Linked DNA regions of Pan troglodytes: region 1 is linked to region 2. Evidence: chromatin contacts called from public HiChIP or PLAC-seq data. All regions are on one chromosome and are shown on one strand. The core of a region is the stretch at or near the end of the contact, and the rest is flanking DNA. Distances in the headings are between cores, read along the strand shown.

Region 1 (4,531 bases), core at 1,485-3,984, 240 kb after region 2:
AATCAGTACAACTTTTTTTTTTTTTGAGATGGCGTCTCACTCTGTGGCTCAGGCTGGAGTGCAATGGCGCGATCTCTGCTCACTGCAACCTCCACCTCCTGGGTTGAAGTGATTCTCCTGCCTCAGCCTCTTGAGTAGCTGGGATAACAGGCACGCACAACCATGCCTGGCTAATTTTTGTATTTTCAGTAGAGACGGGGTTTCACCATGTTGGTCAGGCTCATCTTGAACTCCTGACCTCATAATTGGTCTGCCTCAGCCTCTCAAAATGTTGGGATTACAGGCGTGAGCCACCACGCCCAGCCAGTACAGCTTCTTAGAAAGCAGTTTGGTGACATCACGTAAAGCTGAAAAGAACATATCCTATGATATCAATGCTACTTCTATGTATATATTCCCCCCAAAATATGTGTATACATGTGCACAAAGTGACACATACAATGATATACTATGAGCAGCAGAATAATAAAATAGGTAAATGCATTTTGCTGCATTCATACTGAAAAAGACAAAAGCAGTCCACGAGAGCTAGGAGCTGGCCTGACACTCACAGCTAGGACATAGTGATCTTCTGTTGAACAAAAAATTATTTCATAGGACACCAGTATCAGACAAGGCCATACCATGACTATGATGGAGCAAGAGGAAAATGAGAGCACACCATAAGTGTGTCTAAATACAGACAAAAAAGAGTATTGTCCAATCCACAAAAATGCCCAAATATCTTTCTGTCCTGGCTAATATTAGTCACTACAGCTTACTTACCAATCACAGAGTTAGCCTCACCCCTTTCCTCTCACCTTCTACATAAGAATTATCAATATACTCATCATAGAATTAACTCCACTTATGATGACATCCAATCCAGAGCACTCTGCTTCAAACCTCCCCCAAATCATCTAACACAAGACCAAATATATGTTCTTTCTAACACCCTTTCACTGAGATGCTCCATGACTCTCTATGGTGTACAGCTTCCCTTGTTATAATAAGTCAGTAAATATAACTTTGTTCAACTACAGGTGTGTGTCTGATGGTCTCTAGCTAAAGGACATTGACAATATATTGGTATTTTATACGGTAATGGAAATAAATGAACTAGAGCTAAAGATAACACCAATCTTACATTGAGCTAAAAAATGAGGGAAAGAAACAAAATTCAAAGGATTACCTACTGTACACTTTACTTGATATATAGTTTTGTTTTATTTCTACTCATAAGTAAGATATATAGTTTTCAAAAGAGGCAAAACTAAACTGTTTAAGGATGCACAATTAAGCCAAGTGTTAAAATAACTGACAGAGATTGAGAGATTCATTAATTCCCTCATGTCAGGATGTAATTAATGTTCTGTACACTTTCTACTTTCATTCTTTTTTTCCTATTGGAAAATATAGCTAGATTTCCGTTAAGTGGCCATAATTTTATAGCACCTGGGACATAAAGTATTGAGCACAAATGAGAAATCAAATGTTTTAGGTAATGAGCATGAGACAGCATTAGAAGACAAGTTCTAGTTCTTACACTGCCATGAGTAGCTGTATGAATTGGGCAAGTGACTTCATCACTTCGGGCCTTAGTTTCTTCATCTGTTTTTTTTTTTTTTTTTAAAGTGGAGGATGGGTGAGAAGGAGACTGGTTCTCATCTTTCTGAAATGTCTTATTAAACATTCTACTATCCTATGATCATAAAGGAAACTCTCAACAAATATCTCCTATATTTCTATTAGGTCATTTTCAATATGTGTAAGCAATCTTATTTTATTTGCTTTAAAATCCAAAACCAAATATTTATCTTCATTTGATTTATTCATTATATTATCTGGGAAGCAGAGTAGTGTACTGATTAAGAGCATAGACTTCGGAGTCAGACAAAATTAAATTGAGTTTTATTTCTAACATTTGCTAGGTAGGGGACCTTGACATAACCTCTCCCATCTCACTTTCTTTTTCTTTTTTTTTTTAATAATGTCTACTCCATATAGTTGTTGCAAGTATTAAATTAAATAATGCATGTACATCACTTGTCATAGTCTCAGTACATGGAAATCATATCCAATAAATACTATTGCCATTATAATCATAAGTGACAAGCCAGCTGCTCCTTTTGTGCACGTGTATACAGATATTTGGAGGGGGGCGGAGCGAATACGTAGAAGTAGCATGATAGCGTAGTGCAAATCAAGAGGTCAGTTGGCTTAGTCCCCTGTCAGTGTACTTACTGGACCTCAAGTTTCTGAAGGAGAATGTCTGTTCCCTTTCCTTTTCCTACTGACCACTTCCTCCACATTCTCTAGCTCCCTGCCTCATATATTTGGCTTGGGCTTCGGAAGACTCTGCAGGATCCTTGTGCTTCTTTCTTGGTCTCTGGACCGCAGAGTGTGCAGATGTAGCTTAAACTTGTTGCTGTTCGCCCACAGCTTCAGTGGCTCCAGACAGCTAGCAGATAGAATGACTTCAGCTTGAACGACTAATCTCATTGGCTTCTCAATTCCCAAGGACTTTTTTTCCTGAAAGGGAATTAACAGGTGAGTCTGTTGTTGCTTTGGCAACAAACTTTCAACCTCTACCTAACTCTCCGGAATGAGAACATATCTATTAATACATTCGCTAGACTGGGGAGTTGAGTCGCTCAATGCAAATTTTCTTTCAAGTGCAAAACAGCTTAATGGGCTCGGCTAGCCTTTGGTGGTGCTGCAGTTAGAGGCTAGTGAAGCGAGGAGCTGCTGTTGCAGTAACCTGTTGCAGAAAAGTGAAAGTATATCCGCAACAGTTGGCTTTGATTGCAGAGAGCGCGCTTGTGAGAACTGATGGCGGGTACACGCAGAAAATCTTTGCAAAACAGGCAAGTGGGATCTCTTCTCATTTTTCTGTGCATATCTGTGGGGGGTGCGACAACTATCCGCTATTCAGTGGCGGAGGAAATGGAGAGCGGCTCGTTTGTGGCCAACGTAGCTAAGGACCTAGGACTGGAGGTAGGGAAGCTGGCTGCGCGCGGGGCGCGGCTGGTTTCCGAGGGCAACAAAATGCATTTCCGGCTCCACCGCAAGACGGGAGATTTGTTTGTGAAGGAGAAACTGGATCGGGAGTCACTTTGTGGCAAAGCCGACCCTTGTGTTCTGCACTTTGAAGTAGTCCTGGTGGAGCCGCTGCAGTCCTTCCGGGCCGAGGTCAGGGTATTTGATATCAATGACAATGCCCCAGTTTTCCTAAACAAGGAGCCGCTTTTAAAGATTCCGGAGAGCACCCCCTTGGGTTCACGTTTTCCTCTGCAGAGCGCCCAGGATCTGGACGTGGGCCTTAACGGTCTCCAGAACTACACCCTGAGTGCCAATGGGTATTTCCACCTGCACACCCGCTTCCGCAGCCACGGGCCTAAATATGCTGAGCTGGTGCTGAACAAACCCCTGGACCGAGAGAAGCAGCCTGAAGTCAACTTGACAATTACGGCGGTGGACGGCGGGTCCCCGCCTAAGTCTGGCACAGCTCACATCCACGTGGTGGTTCTGGATGTCAACGACCACGTGCCCCAGTTCTCGCGACTGGTGTACAGAGCCCAGGTATCAGAGAACAGCCCCAATGGCTCTTTGGTGGCCACGGTGACTGCCGTGGACCTAGACGAGGGCACCAACAAAGCGATAACTTACTCTTTAGCTCAAAACCCAGAAGCAATTCTCAAGACGTTTCAGATTGACCCTCAAAATGGAGAGGTTCGACTAAGAGGCCCTCTCGATTTTGAAGCCATTGAAACATACGACATTGACATTCAAGCTACAGATGGTGGAGGCCTCTCTGCCCACAGCAAAGTCCTGGTAGAAGTGGTGGATGTGAATGACAATCCTCCCGAAGTGATGGTCTCCTCTGTGTCCAGCCCACTCCCTGAAGACTCACCACCACAGACAGTAGTAGCCCTTTTCACTATCAGAGACCGGGACATTCGAGTGGGAGGAAAAGTCACCTGCTTCCTCAGAGAAGACCTTCCCTTTGTAATCAAACCTACATTTGGGAATTCTTACTCACTGGTCACTGACAGAAGCTTGGATCGGGAGGAGGTCTCAGGCTATAATATCACCCTTGTTGCCATGGATACTGGACCACCTAGCTTGTCCGCCGAGACTATGATAGAGGTGCTAATATCCGACGTTAATGACAATCCTCCAATATTTCGGGAAGATTCCTATATCTTGACTGTTCGAGAAAACAATAGTCCTGCGGTTTTTATTGGCAAAGTCCATGCTGAGGATCTTGATTTGGGTGAGAATGCCCAAATAACATATTCTCTGTTGCCTCCAAAAAACGGAGATCTTTCAGTCTTTGCTTACATATCCATAAATTCAGACAATGGGAAGCTCTACGCGCTGAGAACCATGGATTATGAGGCCATTCAAGATTTTCAATTTGTGGTAAAGGCAACTGATGGGGGCTTCCTGTCACTGAGTAGCCAAGTTACTGTCAGAGTGGTTGTCCTAGATGACAATGACAATCGTCCAATGATCTTATACCCACTGCAGAACGGCACCTTGCCCTGCA
Region 2 (4,278 bases), core at 1,774-4,273:
TGCTTTTCCACCTTCAGTTTCAAAAATTAGATCATTACACCTGTTGTCTTTTATGGAACCTCTTTTATTCTCTTATTCACTTGTTTGGAGTCTCAATCCTTATTTTTTACTTGAATATGATTCATTTTAGGCCTTGTGCTCTAATTTGGCAATACCGTTTATTGTTTCTTGATTTCCCAGTTTGGAAAAAAATCGAGAATAACAATTGCATTTAGAATTGCATCTTTGTTCATCTTTAGTTTGTCACTACTTTATTTAATACTACTTTAATAATACTACTGTATTATATGTTAAAATTTATTACTAATAACTAAAATATCAATATGAAGTGAAAATTTAATAGTTGTATAGTATATTTATATATTCATTTTAAAAGAATGTTTTAAATCTTGTTAAAAATAATTTTCAATCTGAACAATATCTTGAAAATAATTATGGTATCTAATTTTAAAACTATCCCTACTAGCAAAACTTTTTATTCATTAGTGTCTTTTGCATACCATACTAAGGATGCTAATATGAAATAAGTTTGATAAGCCAATGTTATAATGTTATTACTGGTTAACTTCTCTGAATAGCATCCTGCCTATTAATGTGTGCCATGCAATAAGTAGAAAACTCCAAATAACCAGAACCAAATGAAATTGAAGGTAGACTTTTTTCTAATCACTACCCCTACATATTTGGTTATCTCCTCTAGCAATTAGTTGGACTCCCATTTAAGTTTCCCTACCACTGGAGAGAAATAGTAACCAACTGAAACCTGGTTAATACTCATTGACAGTGTGGGAGGTCTAACACGTAAAATAGATATTTTTCTTGACTCCTCTCCTTTCCCTCACTTCCATTTTCTTTATTTCCTTTTTTGGCACTATCCTTTGTTGCTCCCTTGTCCATGAAGTAGTAGCCATAGTGTGTCCATCTCAGGTCAGTATTTTAAAAATTTAGTTCTGTTATCAGCTTCTTGAATATAATAGAGTCAGCCAAAGTACTTGTCTTCCCAGATATGGAACTTCAATCTTCAAATCCAGCTTGCCTCTTGAAACTATTGTCTAACAAGACTCTTGGCAAAGACATTTTGAAGACTTTGGAATTTTCACTTCACAGATGTACTGATGCTATGCCAAATAAATATTGAATAGCTACCAAATAAACATCGTTTTCTATTCTGCTGCATTCCCCATCTATACATTAAAATACCTGGTAAATGAAAATATTACAAATGAAATGGGTGAAAATGGAATTCCTCCTCCTTTTTTCCAATGTGCTTGATGTCAATGATCATTTTGCAAAAATATAGTTTGGGTCCCCACATAGTGAAAGTACCCTGGTTTCTGTTTGATTCAGAAATTTGGTGGGGTTTTTTGTTGTTGTTGTTTTGGTTTTTGTGTGTGTGTGTTTGTGTGAGTGTAGTTCTTCAATAGAGAGGGAGCGTAAAGCTATTTTCACTAGATTGATTTTTTGTTTAGACAAACAGGATGAAAATAACTTTATGAATATAGGAGGCAAGGAAAGTTTTTAAATGGCTACCATTATGTCTTTATATATTAAATTTCTTTATGTAAGAAAATGTATTGTGGGTTTATTTATTGGGAAGTCTTCATTCCCCATTAATACCCAGAATGATTCAAAGATCGTGATTACCAAGAATTAGAATAAAAATTAAGCTAAAACCCAAGTTTTCAACATTGAACTTGAAATACATCTTAATTGGGGAAATGTCTAGAGACTTTTTTTGTATCTTTAGAAAATTATAGAGGCTGTTGAAACACCACATTTTCCCAACTAGATATGCGATCACCTTAAATTAATGCATTTTATTAGGCAATGGAAGGAAACAAACATTTTCTGCAGGGTAAATATTTAGCAAATGTTAGGTAAGTCCCTCTGAGCTATTAAACAATTAAGATACAACTATTCCCTTTAAAATATATATTCCAAAAAAGGACACACATACTCAAATGCTTATAAGAGATAAATTAATGTAAAAAATGGCCCACGCGATTCCACCCTGGTGCTGCAGTTTGTAAAAGAAGAAAAAATACCTGTTCAATTGGTTTGATCATGACATTCTTCATGGGTCAGGGAAGTTTTAAGTGGTTATAAAATGGGGTAAATTGGCTTTAGAAGAGTTTAGAAATGATGTGGATTACTTATAGACAGGACAAAATGAACATGCTTGTTTATTAAAAAATGCTATTGGAAGCAGGAAATATTCAGTTTGGCTAAAATATATAAGCACTATAGGAGAAAATAGAAGCTTAGGCACATTACATACTGGAGAACAAGCAAGTACTTATAAACTGTAAGAGTCAAAATGAGAATACCAGCGTTTCTCATGGGAGCAAATGAGTTCCAATGAATAAAATTATTTGGAATGCTTTTCCATGCAAGCTATTTGCTATAACTTCCTGCTTCCTTGCACTTTCAGCCCTGACATGACTCAAGGAAGACATCTAATTAAATGCTGATGGTCTTTGATCCTTTTATAAAACATCTGCAAATTTCCCTGTCAATAGCTTGTTCTTGGCACCAGAATTTCCCTAGAGACCAGTCCCCTCAAGTCAACAACACCAGAAATACTAGGGTGAAGAGGGTGTTATCATTAATAATAAAAAAAACCCTGGAATTCTTGGGAACACAGGAATCTGTAATGAATTTTTCTAATCAACAGTTTACAGTTACATGTTTACAAAGTGTATAGTTAGGTCTCTGTAATACTTAAAACCTGTGTTGAAAAAATTATTTCTACTGAAGTAAAAGTTGCCCCTATGGCGAAACTAAGGACCACACTCAATTAATCAGTGGTACAATGTGTACCACAGTAGTACAAAATGTATTCCTATTCTCCGAAAAGACTGAAAGAATAAATAAAACCAAGTAGTTTATAGTAGAGTGTGTGTGGGTTTCCACAATTGCTACTTACGGTTTGGAGCCACATGATGTCGCTCTTTACCACAAAATACATGAGAGAAGGAGGAAGAAGGGAAAATTCCTTCTATTCTTACTGGAAGGAACCATATGCACTCTTTGGAGTCTGAAACATGGAGGATGCAGCTGCACTTGACTGACCGATTAAAAGATTTCCCTTGACTTTGAGAAACGATATTTAATCAGAACAAAATACTGTGCACTAAAGATGGAGTTTTCCTGGGGAAGCGGCCAGGAATCCCGGCGTCTGCTGCTCTTACTTCTTCTCCTCTCAGCCTGGGAGGCAGGGAACGGTCAGCTCCACTACTCGGTCTCCGAGGAGGCCAAACACGGCACCTTCGTGGGCCGCATCGCGCAGGACCTGGGACTGGAGCTGGCGGAGCTGGTGCCGCGCCTGTTCCGGGTGGCGTCCAAGGGCCGCGGAGGCCTTCTGGAGGTAAATCTGCAGAATGGCATTTTGTTTGTGAATTCTCGGATCGACCGGGAGGAGCTGTGCCGGCGGAGCGCGGAGTGCAGCATCCACCTGGAGGTGATCGTGGACAGGCCGCTGCAGGTTTTCCATGTGGACGTGGAGGTGAGGGACATTAACGATAATCCGCCGGTGTTCCCAGCAACACAAAAGAACCTGTCCATCGCGGAATCCAGGCCGCTTGACTCTCGGTTTCCACTAGAGGGCGCCTCGGATGCAGATATCGGGGAGAACGCCCTGCTCACTTACAGACTGAGCCCAAATGAATACTTTTCTCTGGAAAAACCATCTGATGACGAGCTGGTAAAAGGTCTTGGGCTTATATTACGGAAATCTTTAGACAGAGAAGAAGCTCCGGAGATTTTTTTAGTGCTCACAGCCACTGATGGAGGCAAACCCGAGTTGACTGGCACCGTTCAGTTACTCATCACAGTACTGGATGCCAATGACAATGCCCCAGCTTTTGACAGAACCATTTATAAGGTGAGATTACTAGAAAATGTTCCTAATGGAACATTGGTAATTAAACTTAACGCCTCAGATTTAGACGAAGGATTGAATGGGGACATTATTTATTCATTCTCAAATGATATTTCGCCAAATGTGAAATCCAAGTTTCACATAGATCCAATTACTGGACAAATTATTGTAAAGGGATATATTGACTTTGAAGAAAGCAAATCCTATGAAATTATTGTAGAGGGCATTGATAAGGGACAGCTCCCACTTTCTGGCCATTGTAGAGTTATTGTGGAAGTAGAAGACAACAACGATAATGTCCCAGATTTGGAATTCAAGTCTTTGTCACTTCCAATTAGAGAGGACGCTCCACTGGGTACAGTCATCGCCCTGATCAGCGTGTCCGACAAAGACATGGG

What was found. HiChIP or PLAC-seq counts read pairs in DNA pulled down with a chosen protein or histone mark.
Region 1: a contact with region 2 is called in an H3K4me3 HiChIP or PLAC-seq map of stem cell-derived excitatory neurons, with 5 times the contacts expected there. The contact joins the promoter of PCDHB1 here to the promoter of PCDHA4 in region 2. A contact is called at or near these places in 1 of 7 Hi-C or Micro-C datasets (stem cell-derived neural progenitor cells), 1 of 1 datasets of contacts at active chromatin or transcription factors (stem cell-derived excitatory neurons) and 1 of 1 other capture datasets (stem cell-derived neural stem cells).

The regions. Positions count from the first base shown.
Region 1 is chr4:138,763,775-138,768,305 of NHGRI_mPanTro3-v2.0_pri, forward strand. PCDHB1 (protocadherin beta 1) reads left to right here and starts at 2,735. Exons shown (of 1, transcript NM_001024133.2): 1 at 2,735-4,531. The coding sequence starts at 2,812. It overlaps LOC134809982 (a long non-coding RNA gene), which reads right to left and starts at 3,890. Exons shown (of 2, transcript XR_010157022.1): 1 at 2,224-3,890.
Region 2 is chr4:138,519,382-138,523,659 of NHGRI_mPanTro3-v2.0_pri, forward strand. PCDHA4 (protocadherin alpha 4) reads left to right here and starts at 3,024. Exons shown (of 4, transcript NM_001364703.2): 1 at 3,024-4,278. The coding sequence starts at 3,140. The region is part of intron 1 of PCDHA2 (protocadherin alpha 2); the gene reads left to right. All of the region lies in intron 1 of PCDHA3 (protocadherin alpha 3), which reads left to right.